2 separate regions of the Gossypium hirsutum genome follow, and region 1 is linked to region 2. The links are chromatin contacts, called in public Hi-C maps. All regions are on one chromosome and are shown on one strand. Each heading gives the region's core, a stretch centred on a gene start, on an enhancer-like site or on the middle of the called end of the contact. The rest is flanking DNA. Distances are from core to core; before and after follow the strand shown. Region 1 holds the start of LOC107897754 (pentatricopeptide repeat-containing protein At4g01400, mitochondrial). Region 2 holds the start of LOC107897751 (non-lysosomal glucosylceramidase).

The links. Hi-C and Micro-C count contacts between places; a contact is called where the count stands out from the background.
Region 1: a contact with region 2 is called in a Hi-C map of hypocotyl, with 2.6 times the contacts expected there. The contact joins the promoter of LOC107897754 here to the promoter of LOC107897751 in region 2. A contact is called at or near these places in 11 of 34 Hi-C or Micro-C datasets (callus, fibers, hypocotyl and 2 more).

Annotation. Positions count from the first base shown.
Region 1 is chrA10:65,906,351-65,909,050 of Gossypium_hirsutum_v2.1, forward strand. LOC107897754 (pentatricopeptide repeat-containing protein At4g01400, mitochondrial) reads left to right here and starts at 1,263. Exons shown (of 1, transcript XM_016823326.2): 1 at 1,263-1,976. The coding sequence starts at 1,263. The coding sequence ends at 1,976. It overlaps LOC107897752 (glutathione reductase, chloroplastic), which reads left to right and starts at 2,657. Exons shown (of 17, transcript XM_016823325.2): 1 at 2,657-2,700.
Region 2 is chrA10:65,576,127-65,578,884 of Gossypium_hirsutum_v2.1, forward strand. It overlaps LOC107897751 (non-lysosomal glucosylceramidase), which reads left to right and starts at 1,446. Exons shown (of 18, transcript XM_016823320.2): 1 at 1,446-1,800; 2 at 2,688-2,758. The coding sequence starts at 1,720.

The DNA of each region.
Region 1 (2,700 bases), core at 13-2,512, 330 kb after region 2:
ATGCTCAAATTATACAAATTTAGTGAACCTACCAATTATAATGGTAACTCAAACATGTCACTTTTGTGTAATTACAAGCAATTACATTCAAAAATAATTTTTAACGCTATACCAATCAAAGACAATTTTAATTGGAAAACTTCTTTTAAGTCTCTTTAAATTTTAATTTTTTTATTTTGATATTACAATTAGTATTTAAGAAAAAGGACAAATTTGTATTTAGCCCCTAAAACTTTTCTCAGTTTTTCTTAAAATTTGATTCTTTTTATAAATTTTTATAATAAATTTAGTAACATTTTTAATTTAATTTGATAAATGAAAACAAATTAATATCTAAATATTAATTCGGTAAATATAAAATTTAATAATTACAATATTTAAATATAAAAATAAATATTAATTAAGTAAAATAGCTTAAATACTTGTATCATCTAATGCAAATTAAGTATTAAAATTATCTCGAACTTAAAAATACATTATCAAAGTCATATTACGACTGCATGGTAAACAGGATGAATAGAAATGGACGGGACATCACCATCTTTGGGCAGTGTGCGGACAAAGTTAGAACAATGTTGGGAAGCTTTACTTCGGTTGATGTTAAGTGGGCCTCTAGGTGCTGCAACAAAACAGTTGATTTTATTTGTAATTTTGTTCTTGATAACAAATGTTCTTGGGATTTTGATGAGAATTATCCTAAGGAAATTCATAAGTACGAAATTTCTAAGCGATTAATTGAGATTTCGGCCTGTTTAGATCTTTTGATTAAAAAAAGGTAAATTACACCAACAGTCACTTAATTTTGGGTAGCTGATAAAACAGTTACCTTAATTTCATTTCAGTCACTTAACTTTAAAAAAGTGACAAAACAGTCATTTCCGTCACAGACGTCACAGTAAAGTGACATAACAGATGACGGTCTCTAGGTGGCCGGTTACCACCAATTTAACAGCCCTATCAGCACTAATTTAGGGTTTAAAAAGAGAAGAAGAAGAAGAAGAGAAAAAATAGAGATGTGTCCAGTTTTCAAATCAACGGCAACCGTCGCTGTCGCCAATAGCTTCCCCTACATGAGTCTTGAAACTGATATCCGCCTAATCCGACCCTCTCCTCGCTAAAGAAATCTTCGATGTTGTCACCACCCAACCCGGTTTTTGTCATTCTTACTCTTCCTTCCTCATCCTCATTCTCAAATTCGGTGGTTCCAAGCACTTTTATCTTGTCAACAACCTTCTCATTCGTCTCAAATCCGATCAAAATCTATGTCGACTCTCTTTTCTTACCTCATCAAAATCTATGCTGAAGCTGATTTATCCCAGAAAGCTCTCAATGTGTTCTACAAAATGCTTGAATTCAATGTTAAGCCTTTACTCAGAAACTTAAATCATATCCTTGAGCTGCTTGTTTCTCATCGTGACTTCATCATGCCTGTTTTCGACCTTTTCAAGATTGCCTATAAATATAGTGTTTTCCCCAATACCAAATCTTACAACATTTTGATGGGTGCATTTTGTTTGAATGGGGACTTAAGTATTGCATACAAACTGTTCAAAAAATTGTTTGAGAGAGGTGTTATGCCTGATGTCGAGTCTTATAGGATATTAATGCAAAGGGTATGCAAGAAGAGTCAAGTGAATAGAGCTGTAGATTTGTTAGAAGATATGTTGAATAAAAGATTTGTACCAGATTCATTGAGTTATACTACTTTGTTGAATAGTTTGTGTAGGAAGAAGAAGCTTAGAGAAGGAAGAGCTATGGATGCTATTAAGGTTTTTGCACAGCCATTACAGTGGAAGAAATCATATCAACTATTGCGAAATTTTAGATTTCAGGACAACTTTAAGCTTGGATATCAATGGTATCGCCCTTGTTTATACCACTGCAACTTTAGCTGTTGCTATGACAAGTTACCTGCCTGTCATCACTTTTTTATTGGCTGTGTTAATCGATTAAATTACACCATCAGTGGCCGATGACAAGAGACGAATTTTGGGTCAGTGGAGAATTATTAGCCGACCAAACAAGGGCGTTATTTCTAGATGTGTTGTAATACCAAATAGAGAAAGTGTAGAGATTTGTAGAAGAACTCATTGACTTAAACCAAGCAGCGAAGATTTTGTTTGAACAGATAAGATTTTTTTTTTGAGATGGAGTCCATGGGAAATCCAAGAAATTGAAAGATCGATATTGCCAGGACAACAATGGCGGAAGGTTACAGAGGAAGAGGCAAAGAAGATTTTTTTTTACAGTCTCTTCTTCTTCTTCTTCTCTATTATTAACGTTATTTTTTTTTCAATTTTTTTTTAAATTGGGTGGGTTTTACTATGTACATCCAATGTGGCAAGTTAACTTGCCACATCAGCTGGTTAAATTGTCACATCAGCTGTCCCGTTAACCCCTAATGGAAATTGTTAATCGGTGATTATTTTGTCACTTTTTTATAACGTTAGTGACTGTTTTATTATTTTTTAAAAGTTGAGTGACTGATATGAAACCTAAGTGACTATTTTGTTAATTATTCTAAAATTGAGTGACTGTTAGTGCAATTTACATATTTTACACCACACTATGATATACGAGGTAAGGCAAATGCAGTAGCCGACTGTGCTACGTGTCAACTATCTGTCATTGCAAACGTTAGTGCTTACGTATTAATAAAGGCCTGTCTTGACTATCAAAAAGAATTTTATTTTTTTTTGG
Region 2 (2,758 bases), core at 196-2,695:
GTAAATTTTCATTTTGGTCACTTAACTAAAGAAAGTTACAATTTGATTATTGAACTATTCGAAAGTTTTTATTTAAGTCACTAGATTATTTTTTTTTTTCAAAAAAGTTTCGCCAGTGAGCTCCAAGCGACGATTCGATGATTGATATAGTGGATCAGTACCTATCGACGAGTAGCACATACCTTAGATCCAAGTTGATTTGATGGTCAATGTCAAAGATTAAAGAAAAAAAGTTATTTGAATTTTAGTTCGCAAATTGTGGCTTCCAAAATTGTTTCATAAAAAAAAACAAACTGAACTATAAAAGAGAAGAGGAAAAAGCGCTTTCTATTGGTGCAGATAGTATGAACAAAAAAAAATCATATAACATTGATTTTAATAGTATAGTGATTTAAATGAAAACTATTAAATAGTCCAGTGATCAAATTATAACCTTTTTTATTAAGTGACCAAAATAAAAACTTACCTATAATTTAATGATTAATAGCATAGTTTATTCTTTTCAAGTTTTAGTAACATATGAACAAGCAAGTGGATCTTGTTATTTGTCCCGTGAGCAGGTGGTATGGAAAATGGAAAAACAGTAAAATTAGTTAGTTGCTCACTGCGTGGGACGCTATGCGATGCGGTCCAGACAAACACCACACGACACAACCGCATATTATCTCAAGTTCGCACCGCCCACTAAATTAGCAAATAATCAAATAAAAATTTTCTTATTTTTACTTTTGTTTTCATTTTTAATTTTAATTAGAAAAATACTCCACCATATTCTTTTTAAGACCAAAAAGAAAGATGACCCCACATCCTCACCCATTGGAGGCAGCTATCACGCATCGACCTTTTACCTGTTCTTTTTTCCTTTTAGGAAAAATTAAAATTTCAAAATTTTTCACATTTTCAAAAAAATATAATTAATAAAATTTTAAAAATATTTGTTGTTTTTAATTTATATGTTTTGAAAATACAACACTTGGCTAAGAATCAAGTTATCAACATCTATACTTATCTTAAGCTTTTAATCCAATTGGTGTATGTACATACTCCGATAAAAAAAATACTAATGTATATAACTAAATTGAAAAATTATTAAAATATTTCTATTTAAAAATAAATTATATTATTATAAAAATATGTTTTTTAGTAATAATTTTTAATAATGTTTTAATTACGAGTTGATAATAAACCAAAATTTTAACCTAACATTATTATTGTATTTTGAACTTGGATGAAATATGATATTAACAAATAAATAAAAAATGAAAGAAATTGGACTTTATTGTGACATTGACACCCACCTGGCGATCCATGAGAGCTGACAAGGCTCCAAAGTCCAAAGGGATCTTCCACGCGCCAACCCTACGGCTCCACCCGTCCCCCCTTCATTCTCTCTCTTTCTTTTATTTTAAATTTTTATTTCTCTTCTTTTTCCATTTTTATATCCCAAAAAAGCCGCCACGAATGCTTAACGCTTGTCCAGTTTTTCTACACGGAAATCTAAAGTACCCCTACATATCTGATCCCGCGATTCTCTGATTTAGCATTTCCTTTCCTTTTCTATTCTTTTTTTTTAAAATATAAATAAGAGATCTTTAGAGTATAGGAGGCTTTTTCTTCCAAGTTCTTTTGCTTTTATTTATTTTTCTTTCTCTTTTGTTGATCGCATGAATTTGGGAAAGGACATTATTGGAGTGGAAATTTGAATTTTGATTAGTCAACATGGTTACTGGAAACTTATTTCATTCTAAAAAGAATTCATGGCCGCCTGAAGAATATGTCAGCCGTAATACTTTACAATTGGTCAGTTTTTTGTTTTGCCTCTTTTTTTTTTCCTTAATATTAACGGGAATAACTTTGTTGATTATGGCGTTCTTTTTTTATAAGTTGATTTCGTTCTGTTTGGTTCCTGAGAAAATGTGTAAAAGCGGAGGAAAAAAAATAGTATTAGTCTAAAAGTTAAGAGGAGCAAGGTTGTTTTTCCACAGAATTAGTTCTATCCTAAAGTAATAAGGTTTCAAATTCATTTTGTAGGAAATTTGAACTATTTATTTTGTATATTTTCTGCCTCTTATTTAATTCAATCATTGCGCGTGATTTTGTAGATAGCATATAAGGCATGCCTTAGGAACTATTTAATTAATTTTTTACTTAAATATTTGGAAATGATCCTTTTTCTTTGTATTTACCATTACTGAGAGCTTGACTGCGAGCTTGCGTCTCGTCAAAATTCAGGAAAAAAAAAAAGGATCGCTGGCCTGATACGATTCATGCCATACATACGATTAGTTGATTTTTGCGGCTGGTGTCTGGTCAAAAACCTGTAAATTGTTTGAAGTAAGAAAAAACGTTTTGAACTTGATGCCACTTAGAATCATTTCAGTATTCGTTTCAACTGTAGGGAAGAGATTGATAGTGATTCGTCTCAAATTAATGGAGTTGGGTCTTCATGATATTATTTCATATCTGATAATCTTAAATCAGCAATATGACAATATTCCGTCTGCATACATATGACTGAATAAAAGGACTAAAAGTGACATTTTGATTTAATTTTGGGTTTCACTGCCACATTTCTTTTATATGAGAACTATTCTATTTGACATGATAATCGTGGTTTCTTTTTTTCAGATTAATTTAAGCTTTCTTCTGTACTGATTTTAATGATTTTTTGGTTTGGTTCTCTATAGTTTAATTTTGATAGTGCTGCCCCACCAAAACAAGCTTGGAGAAGAAGGTTAAACAGCCATGCTAATATTCT